2 separate regions of the Triticum aestivum genome follow, and region 2 is linked to region 1. The links are chromatin contacts, called in public Hi-C maps. All regions are on one chromosome and are shown on one strand. Each heading gives the region's core, a stretch centred on a gene start, on an enhancer-like site or on the middle of the called end of the contact. The rest is flanking DNA. Distances are from core to core; before and after follow the strand shown. Region 1 holds the start of LOC123150846 (putative FBD-associated F-box protein At5g56690). Region 2 overlaps LOC123151067 (protein FIP1).

What was found. A called contact is a pair of places that touch in the nucleus more often than the background predicts.
Region 2: a contact with region 1 is called in a Hi-C map of leaf, with 4 times the contacts expected there. The contact joins the enhancer-like site here to the promoter of LOC123150846 in region 1. A contact is called at or near these places in 4 of 5 Hi-C or Micro-C datasets (leaf, root and an unstated tissue).

Annotation. Positions count from the first base shown.
Region 1 is chr7A:123,337,616-123,343,548 of IWGSC CS RefSeq v2.1, reverse strand. LOC123150846 (putative FBD-associated F-box protein At5g56690) reads right to left here and starts at 1,846. Exons shown (of 4, transcript XM_044570663.1): 1 at 1,665-1,846; 2 at 173-1,139; 3 at 1-97. The coding sequence starts at 1,132.
Region 2 is chr7A:123,426,517-123,431,978 of IWGSC CS RefSeq v2.1, reverse strand. It overlaps LOC123151067 (protein FIP1), which reads left to right. Exons shown (of 14, transcript XM_044570850.1): 12 at 1-24; 13 at 172-234; 14 at 319-675. The coding sequence ends at 456. Among protein-coding and RNA genes, the nearest start is that of LOC123151067, 17 kb to the left of the region's middle. Within about 2 kb of position 1,893, at least 1 of the 8 cell types and tissues checked has an H3K27ac peak or open chromatin away from gene starts, as enhancers often do.

The DNA.
Region 1 (5,933 bases), core at 597-3,096:
ATAGAATCTTGCCAGCTTCCCTATGACCAATTGACAGCTTCAAATGTAAATATTTCAACTGGGAAAATTTGCATGGATTTTCCATCAACAAAGGCATCTGAAAAATAGGTAGTGAATGGTCAAAAATAAGAGGGGGAGAAATGTGATAAAATATAAGTGTGAAACAACAGACCTTAAGTGTAAAATGAGCATGCAATGTCAGATCTTGAACACTTGGAAGCACTTTGGGAAGCACAGTCAAAGCATGCTCAACAGTTAACAGGGAATAGATATTAAGAAATGTATGCTTCAGTTTGGGAGTATGCCCAAGGTCAATAGGATACAGACGCCCATAGAACAAGAAAGTTTTGAGTTCCACTGCATGGAGTACTATCCTGGTTATCTTGCAGTGTGCAACACGCAGGTATCTCAGGTTTGACAACGGACGTGCTACCGTCAGTTCATCATTCAAATGGCATCTAACCATACTGAACCACTCAAGATTGATGCAATTTGACAGCATATCTTGAAGATCATTTCGAGTGACTTGTAGCAAGTGCAAATCAAGTGTTCTCAGATTAGGGAAACCACTGAATTGAGGGGGTAGTTCAAGACTTGCGAAGCTAAGTTGAAGATGACGAAGCCGAAATATGCTTCCATCGTCCAACAGCTCAACCGGAAATCTGTACTGATCAGTACGGCCCGGGGAGTTGGCTGGCACTAAATCAAGGGCAAGGCTCTCCATCCGTGATGAAACGGCAAAAGCAACCCACGTGTTGATATGACCCAGTACCCTGCTGTCAAACCCAAATTTGATCACGAGCTCTTCAACGACCATGCACTGATGCTTCTGCATGACTGCATTAACATTGTCAATGAATTTCTGAGTGTACTGTTCTCCCCCAAACACGCTGTCACTGCACACTGTGAAGCCATCAAATCTCAGTTTGGGGCAAACTCTCCACACGTCGTTCCATTTACTTGACAGAATGACGGTTCTTGCAGCTTCCTTCAGTGGCAATTTTGATAGAATCGTAGACAGCAGATCATCGGGAAGGTCTGCAAACTGAACCTTTGCTCTCGTTTTCTTAATGACTGGTCCGTGGTAGTAACGCCTCATTCTTTTTCTCGTGTGTGTTAGATCGCTGCCCATTTTGATTCTGCACACAAATGATGCCAGGTTAAGTATGAACAGATCGAGGAAACGAATATGGAAGGCCAGAACACATGTGAACTGCAGAACAGAGTGTTATTGTATTCTACTATCCCTCATGCCAGATAAAAACACCAGCTCTATTTCTAGCAAAACTATAAAACGAACATGTGAACTGCATAACAGAGTGTTGCTGTATTCAATACCATCTCTAGTTTCTAATATCCCTCATAACCAGATAGAACAGTCGGTCCATAAAGTTGTGTTTTTTTAGTGGAAGTTGTAAACTTTTCCTTGACAAACAAATAAACGAGCTCTATTTCTAGCAGAACTATAAAACGAAAGGTCACTTTTGTTAAATTTTACCACATTAACTATGATTTCGGGGATAGATCAGAGGATGGGTTTGGGTGTTTGTGGGGGCGAGAGGGTGCAGGGCGGATCTAGATGGCACCGGCACACTAAGACTGAAATTCGTGGGATTCAGTGGGGGCTGACAGTTAGCGCATCACTGGGTGACAAGAAAACTTACCACTGGCAAAGATTGGGGGCGCTGTTGAGACAGCAGCGGCGCGACGGCTGAACGGAACGGCGATGGGCGGCGACGCGGCAGATGAGTTTGGGGGCTGGGGTTGAGGCGTCCGCGGTGGCGCTACGCTAGCCTACGGCACGGAGGCAGCTCTAGGTCACGGAGGGTGGTACTCCCTCCGTTCCAAAATATAGCGCGTCCTCGGTTTCCGTGCTTCAACTTTGACCATTAATTTAATCAACAAGACCGACTGCGGCGGGCGAAAAAATTATACCAATGAATTCGTATTCAAAAAAAGTTTTTAATTATATAATTTTTGATCCCGCCGCAGTCGGTCTCGTGAGTTAAATTTATGGTCAAAGTTGAACCTCGAAAAGCATGGGCGCGCTATATTTTGGAACGGAGGGAGTATTTCAGAGCCTCGGTCCGATCCGGTCCTCACTGGAGGTCGGTCAGGGCTATAGGGAGGAGGAAAGGGTGGACTTCTTTTCTTTTTTTATTAATAACTGGAGAATCCGAAGATCCCGTTAGTCTTGATTAGCATCGAGGAGATGAACAGATCCCTATTTTTACTGTTAACTGTTTTTCATTTCATTTCTATAATTCCGGGGGAAAATTGAGAGCTTCACATTTGGTGAAATTATTTCATGAAGATATTTCCTCTCCAATTCTTGAACTAGGGAACGGAATCTTATTAGCCATTTATCATCTCGGCGAGCTATGTTAGGTCCATTAATCGTCAAAATCTCCAGGGCATGGGCACTTTCAACAACATGCACTAGAAATTCAAGTTGTGTTGTTGTTCCAGAAAATCCTGTAATATGCAGGTTCTTTAGATGATTATGTGGACACCTGGTAATGCTTTTAACAGGCTCTGAGACATGATGTGGGACACCAAAAACACGAAACTGCAAAAGTTTGAGGGAGAAAACATGGTAAGCATAGGCATAATTCATGGTTAACGAGTCAATCTACTTATAGCAAAGTGATGGTCGTTGTAGGAGATAGGAGTACTATGCTCACATTCATCCCTAACGTTTCAACGAAAGGAGCAGCCCTCAAAAGTGAGGCCAAAGACAGAATATTGTCAACTTCTTTGTCATCTAAAATCAACCACAAATCTAAACATTTTAAGTGGGAAAACTTGCAAGAGGTCTCCATCAACAAGGGCATCTGAAAAGTACATAATATAAATGGTCATTGCGAGAGAGAGAGAGAGAGAGAGAGAGAGAGAGAGAGAGAGAGAGAGAGAGAGAGAGAGAAAGAGAGAGAGAGAGAGAGAGAGAGAGAGAGAGAGAGAGAGAGAGAGAGAGAGAGAGACCAGAAAAACCAACTTGCATATTAAAGTGAAGTGTGAGACAGCAAACCTTGAGTGAAGCACGCAATGTCAGATCCTGAACACTTGGAAGCACTTTAGGAAGTATAGTCAAAGCATGTTCAAGAGTCACTGGGGTATAGAAATCAAGAAATGTGTGTTTCAAGTTTGGAGCATCCCCAAGGTCAACAGGATACAGACGCCCATAGAAAATGAAAGTTTTGAGTTTTGCCGCATTGAGTACTATCTTTGTTACCTTGCAGTGCACAACACGGAAGTATAATAACTTTGACAATGGACAAGCTACTGTCAGCTCATCATTCAGGTGACATCTAAACATACTAAACCACTCAAGATTAATGCAATTTGACAGCATATCTTGAAGATCCTTCCGGCTGACACATAACAAGTACAAGTCAAGTGTTCTCAGATTTGGAAAACCGCTGAATTGAGGGGGCAGTTCAAATGATGCAAAGCTAAGTTTTAGATGACGAAGCTGAAATATGCTTCCATTGTCTAAAAGCTCGAGCGGAAATCTGTACTGATCAGTACGACCGAAGTAATCGGTTGGTGCTATATCAAGGGCAAGGCTCTTCGTCCGCGATGATACAGCAAAAGCAACCCATGAATTTATATGATCTAGTATCCTGCAGTCAAACTCAAATTTGATCATGAGCTCTTCAACAACCATGCCCTGATGTTGTTGCATAACTGTATTCACGGTCTTAATGAATTTCTGAGTGTATTGTTGTTCGTAAAACACATTCTTAGACACTGTGAGAACATCAAATCTTAGTTTGGGGCATAACATCCACCTATCTTCCCATTTACTTGACAGAATGCCACTCCTTACAGCATCCTTTAGTGGCAACTTTGATAGAACCATAGATAGCATATCCTCAGGAAGGTCTGTAAACTGAACATTTGCTCTGGTTTTCTTAAAGACTTTTCCTTGGTAGGATTCATAGGAACCCATATGTCTTTTTCTTGTGCATGTTAGATCGTTGTCCATTTTAATTCTACATGAAAATGAAGCCAGGGTAAGTACAATTATATCAAGCAAATGAACCTGGAAGGCTGAAATGCAAGTACACTACACAACAAAAGGTTATCCCATTTCATCACATTTATAGCTTCTACTATCCCTCATAATTAGATAAGAACAACCACTCAATAAAGTTGTTGTATTTTCCTTGATAAATAGCCAACTGTGCTTCTAGCAAAAACTGTAAAATGGAACCATAGATCGGTACGATAAATAAGAGCATGGGTTTGTGTGGGCAAACATTTGATCTAGATCGTGTGCTCGTTGTGCACGACAAACCCGAAGTTCATTTGTGGAAATTCGGTAAGGTTTAGATCATGATGGGATGACAAGAACATTACCAATGGCAATGAATTGAGAAGGGTGAACTCTGGAGGTCCCTTGTTTACAAATGCACCATATGTAGTTAAATAAATATATATCGTTGGGGAAACTCTAGGTTTTGTAAAAGTTTAATAAATCTAGATCCTCTGATCCAGCTTGGTGGTTGGTCAAGACTCGGGAGCGGAATCAGAAAAGGAAGGTGGGAGGAGAATGGTGAATCATGGAGATCCCTTCTCGAGATCCATCTTGTGAATTTAAATAAATCTAGATCGTAAGAGCAAGTAGAGATTCCCTAATAAATCCAAATTATCTGATCAAGATTTGAGGTTGGCCAGGGAGATGAATCGGAAAAGGAGGTGAGAGGAGAAGGATGAACTGTGGAGATCCTATGTTCCCAATCCATCGTGTGCAGTTAAAAATCAAGATCGTTAGATAAATTCTAGATTCTCTAAAAGTTAGGCCTTTAAAATAGCTCCCCCTATCACTCATAACCAGATTAGAACAACCATTCCATAAAATTGCCTTATTTCCATATCTAAAAATTTGAGCTAGCAAAAACTATAAAGCGCAACCATAAATCTAAAGGATAAATCAGGGCGTGGGGTTGAGTGTTTGTGTATACGAGAGGGTACAGGGCGGCAACGAAAAACTTACCAAAGGTGAAAGACTCTGGATGAGGTTGAGACAACAGTGAACGGCGGTAGAACGGGAACATCGATGAGCGGCGACGCACTTGAGTTTGGGGGTTAGGGTTGAGGAGGCGGCGGCGGCAGTGGCGGACCTAGGTCACGAAGGGGTACACTCATACAATATATATATATATATATATATATATATATATATATATATATATATATATATATATATATATAGCGAGAGAGAGAGAGAGAGAGAGAGAGAGAGAGAATTTAGGTCAGATCCAGATAGAGAGTCACTTTCTGCACACAAAAAAATATTGGAGGGGCCGGGACTCAAAGAAAAATCAAAAGAGGAAAGTGTGAGAGGAGGGTGAACCGTGGGGATCCCCCATGCCCAAATTTACCGTGTGCAGTGAAATAAATCTAGACCGTTAGATTAACTCTAGCAGATTTCCCAAAATGTTGAGCCTTTATAGTGCGTTTAAAGGGTCTTCTAAAAAATAAAGGCTCCAACGCAAGGGTATAAAGTCAAATTATATGAACTACAGTCTTTATATTTCTTCTTCCATGTAGGGCCCACTTATTAGTGGGTTATCATTTCTTTTTTATCCTTGCCCATCTTGGCCATAGCTCCGCATCATAGTTGCTCCTCTGCACGCAAACTGTCCCCACGCTTCGGTGGAAGCCCGATTGTCAGAGGCGGCGAGGTCGTGCCGCGTTGAAAGCGAAGGGAGTGCGGTGTAGAACTCCAGGTTCTGGCGAGAGAGGGAGGAGGCAGCGGCAGAAGATGGAGGAGAGGCGATAATGCATCCACCAACTCGGAAAGAGTGCTGGAGGGATGGTCGCAGAGTTGTCGGGCATGGCCAACAAACAAGGTTCCATGTTCAGGAAAAATAGATCAAATGTACATTTCGTACATTTATTTCTTTTTTTTTGCGGGGATTCGTACA
Region 2 (5,462 bases), core at 644-3,143, 88 kb before region 1:
CTCATCCGTGGGAAAAACAATCAAGTATGTTACCGTTCAGTTTTGTGTGTTTGTCTGCAAATTTTGCAGTAGTCAGATAATAGTTCCAAGCCGGTTCTGGCAAAATATGCATGACTCCTTGTAAGAGGAAGCAAAGCATTATTTGTTGATGCTGAACATGATAAAATGCAGTACGTCGAAGAAAACGAGAGACTAAGAGCTATCCTTGGTGAATGGAGCACTCGAGCAGCAAAGGTAATCATGAATGATAGAACCTGATGTTGATTTTAACAGAAGCATTTCCCTTATCATCATCTCGTTCACGTGTGTACTCGACAGCTTGAGAGAGCGCTCGAGGCTGAGAGAGTGTCCAACATGGAACTGCAGAAGAACCGCGCAAAGCTCAGACGCCAATCAACCAGGGAGAAAATACCTGACATTCCTCAATCAGACAGTTCCTCCATAGGTGTGCTCTAGCTTATGTGATTGTGTCAGCAGTTTTTGTGTAACAATCCATAGGTGAACTTTGTGGCGTCATGTGAAGATTTGAAACCTTCAAACCTCGGAGATCAGTTACGTACGTAGTTGTAGATTGAAGTACAGTAGGAATGAGAAATGTTGTATGTTGGCTGTATGGGAGCACTTGTAAATATGCAGTACTATGATTAAAAGTAGAACGGTGCGGTTTCTGGAGCTGTGACGTTTTCGTGCCTCCTGGGCTCTATGTAGCCTGTTGTTTTCAAATAAATTATGAATGTCGCATTTAGAAGTTACAAAAAGGTTCTGATTTTTTTTTCTGCATATACATACATATCTGTAAAATTTTAAGAAAATAATGTTAATTTGTAGCCCACAAGAAGAAAGAATTATTATTAATAAAACTGTGCATACATACTATTAGTTCGCATCTAACTGTACAGGCTCTATAATTGTTTTTGAAACAGAGGCAAATGGCGTGCCTCATTCATTACTCAAGGAGTTTAGAGTGCATGCAGGTTCTATAAAAGGCATTTGTGAAGTTTCTGTCAACTCAGAATTTTCCTGATAATTCTTGAGTTGTTCTTCACTTGTTCCAAACAGCCCATGTTTTCTCAAGAAAAAAAAATGCCTCATGTTCTAGCATTCCCGCCTTCTCATTTTTGCCTGTATCTCGGTGAAGTGATGAACCCTTACGCATCCCCGTCGATGGAGGGGGCCAAGGTGGTGGACGACCGCATAGGGCCCCCAAAAATTTGAGGCCCCCAGATTACCAGGTTTAGTATACTGATTGTACGTATTAATCCACCTGCTAACCAAGCCCGTATAGAGGCCCTGTTTGGATACTCTAACTACGTTAGAGGTTAGAGTTATATTTTAACCCTAAACTAATCCTAAACTAACTCTAACCAAAAAGATGTTTGGATGGTTGAGTTAGATTGACAATAAATATTCTTTCTCAATCATTTGACTACTTTGGACCCTATTTGAATGCGAGAGGTAATTTTTTTTACTATTTTTTTAGTAGGCCCAGAAGAACTAACCCAGATAAGCTCCTCTAGTGTGGGCTAGTTTTTTTGGTGAATTAGATCCAACTAATCCAAACTAACCCATCATGTTTGGATATTTTTGGGTTATTTAAGCCCCAACTAACTAAAACTAACTCTAACCTAGAAATCCAAACAGGCCAGAGACCCACTCAGCAGCAAAGCCAGCCCATGAGGCCTCCTTCTACATGTATCGATCAGGCATGTTCCGTCATCGATCGCTAAACCTAAACACAACACGCCACCGGTTCGCTTCTGCCAATCGCCCAGGACGGCGCGGTCTGCTGGCTGCCTTTCGCCGATCGGCGATCCCAGAACCTCGACGCCACCTCCAATCCTCCACTACTAGTGTACTAAGTATCACTGTCTCGTCTACTAATTTCGTCTCTGTCTTCTATTACTAGTATTCGATTAAGTTTGATCTCCCCGATGCTAAGTTAGGAGTAGCAGAGTAGGTCAATACTATTATTTGTCCATGGGGCTAGATATTGGTATTCCGGCTGGCGCTAAGTTAGGTTGGCAGGGACGGAATTAGGACCAGATTGAGTTTGTCCACGGAATCTTTGTCATGAATTTATTTGTTAATGAAGATAGGTTAGGAATAGTAGGAAATTAAATTTGTTCCCGCTCGGTGATAATAAAATGGGAATACAATTTATTTATATTAGTTCTTCTGTCATATAAAATATTTTTGAAATTTTAGCCCTAGTTTGATTTTCGTCCCGGGGCCCTGAATTTCTGGACACGGCCCTGCCCTTACGCACCGGCCCAGCAGGTACGTAAGGAAAGGCATCCATACACTATGCATTGAGCATCCGCAACGACCACGTGACAAATGTGATAAACAATTTCAAACTAATCCAAAGAAAAAAGGGGTGTGGCTGCTGGCTGCTGGGCTTTGCACATAGGGACATTGCACGAGCTATATCCTTTGGCAAAATCAACCTGATCGTCGAGCATGACGTGACGAAGGGAGCCACTAGCTTAGGTGCTCCCGTGCGACCTCAGCCATTGGATCTCAAATCCAACAGCTCCTGTAAGATGATGAACATTTTTGCAAAAAAACCCTCATAGAATCTGAAAAATGCGCACAAGTACAACAACTACAGCAGCTTCTCATACGCCGTTGGATCTGAGATCCGATGGCCCAAAAGCCCGTATCATGGGAGCATCTAAGCTCCGGTATCATAGGATACTCTCCCACTAGTTAACGAGCGCTCTTTCGGGAGCCTCGCAACGATCAGCGCCACTTCGCGTGCTCTCAGCCATTCGTCACGCGTCGCGTTTTGGGTGCTTCCTCCGGATTTTGTTTTTTCATGCGTTTTTGGCTATTTAAACGGGTTTTTCCGGATTTTTTCGACGTTTTGGTTTTTCATCGGTCTTCCTTAGCTTTTGGACAAAAAAATCGATTTTTTGCGCGAAAAGACGCGTTTTCTTTTTCTTTCGTGAGAGTCACGAAAAAAACACGTTTTCTGTTTTTTTTTCCTTCCTTGAGAGCACGGTTGTGCTTTCGCGAGAGTCACGGCCGTGCCTTTCGGAAACGGAAAAAAAACTCTTTTTTGTTTTTTTTCTTTCGCGAGAGTCACGGTTTTGTTTCCGCGAGAGGCACGGTTGTGCTTTTGCGAGAGTCACAGCCGTGCCTCACGGAAACAAAAAAAACGTGTTTTTTAATTTTTTTTCTTTCGTGAGAGTCACGGTTTTGCTACCGCGAGAGGCACAGGGTGTGCTTTCGTTGGAGTCACGGCCATGCCTCCTCAGAAACGAAAAAAAAACAATTTTTCTTTTCTTTTTTTCCTTCCGCGAGAGTCACGGTTTTGCTTCCGCGAGAGGCACGGGCGTGCCTCTTTCGGAAAGGGAAAAACCCGTGCTCCTGGTTCGGTTCTTCTGTCCGGTTTTTTCGTAAAAAAAGTTCGTCAAAACCTATCAACACGAGATCTAGTTATAAAGATCTCGATGCGAGGAATCCAACGGTGAAAGCGGTTTGAGATTTAGACGCATAGTATGAGTGATAAAACATTTTGAATAAACGGATCTACGACAAAAGGGAAAACTCACAGGTTGTGACAAGTGACGCGCTGCATATACGCCACTTATCGCAACCTGGGGAGTTGGAGTGATCTTTCAACGAGTACTCCTCGACTAGTGATTTCGCGCATTCGGTGCTCGAGTTTCCGAGATTTCCTTGCTGATATTTTTTTTGAAAGCAAAACTGCTTGATTACTTAACGGTTTCTGGGCATATCACCCAGGATACAAACACCCACGTGGGCAGGGACATCAGACGACCACTCCAGATGGTGGTCACTCACACACGCACGGCCAATGCCGGCTAGTTCATGTGCTACAGAATTTGCGCTACGCCTACAAACAGAAATGGAAACTTTCAAAAACCACATCTTAAGGTGGTATTTCATGTCCTCGATCTGGGCTGCATACGGCGAGGAGTCCGCCTTACGAAAGTCGAGCGCCTCTGCCAGGAGCTGGGAATCAGTCTCGAGCTCAACCCTCACCAGTCCGAGGTCGGACGCCAGGCTGATCGCATGGGCCATAGCTACTGCTTCAGCTGCAAAAGCATCCCCAATGTTCGTCTCTCTGCTAGCCTGAGCACAAATCAGGTTACCCTCAGCAGTTCTCACAGCGGCACCCCAACCTACGTGATCTTGGCTCGGGATGAAGGAACCATCAACATTGATCTTGTACATAGTTTCCTTCGGTGGGCACCACCTATCCGGTTGCTTCTTATCCTGGACATGGGTAAATATTTGCAGGTACTCGATGACATTGCTGCGCATTCTTCGCGCCACCACACTCGCCTCCAAAGGTAGTTCTCCCTCCCTCTGTTTGTTCCGGTTAGACCACCATAGCCACCAGAAAGTAAGCACGTGCAAGCGCTTATTGACATCTAGGCCCCATAGGAAATCAAGCATTGCATGCATAGACGTGATCTCCTCGAGTTGCATCCTCTCCTTCTCCATGGCCAAGTCTCTCCACACACACCCTTCACTATTTTGCATTTTATGAAAAGGTGAGCTCCATCCTCGTCTGCCAGCCCGCAGAATAAACATTTGGTACTTTCAATATGAATTCCTTTTCGGGCAACATTCACCCGAAGAGCAAGTGACTCGTGCTTCAGTCTCCACGTGAACATTTGTATGTTCTTGGGGCAGGGTAGTCGCCAAATCCGTTTCCATGAATCGTCAGGTGTTCGATCAAGATTCCCAGGATTGTTGTCGCTTCCACCAACCCCGCTGTCACTCCGGGTTTTCTCAATCTCCATGTGAAGCTTGTACGCACTTTTGACCGAATGGATGCCCTTGGTGTCATACTGCCATGCCACAAAGTCTGGGACTCCATCCCGAAGAGGAATCTAAAGTATGTGCTTCACATCATCCGCCCAAAAAGTATCTCGCACAAGCTGTTCATCCCAGGCCCCAGTGAGTGGATTAATGAGATCGCTGACCCACTCCAAGATACTAGGACCACGCGGGGTGATGACACGTCTCGACTAGGCTCGAGGAATCCAGGGATCCGACCAAATACGGACGTGTGTGCCATCCTCAATCCGCCAGACGTAGCCCTCTCGAAACAAACTTAGCACATGCAGCACACTTCGCTAGGCATAGGAGATACCCTCCCTTGGGACCGCCTCAAAGATGTTTCCATTGGAAAAGTAGCGGGCCTGCAAAACCCTAGCACAGAGGGATTCCGGGTTTTGAATGAGTCTCCAAACTTGCCGGGGCAACATAGCTAGGTTAAAACCATGCATGTCACGGAACCCCAGCCCTTCGAGTGCTTTAGGTTTGATGAGCTTCTTCCAGCTGATCCGATGAGCAGCATGCTCCTTATCATATTGGCTCCACCAGTAGTTCCCAATCAGTGAACTAAGTTCCTCACAAAAAGATTTGGTCAAGTAGAAACATGACATAGCGAATGTGGGAATAGCTTGCGCAATAGTTGTAAC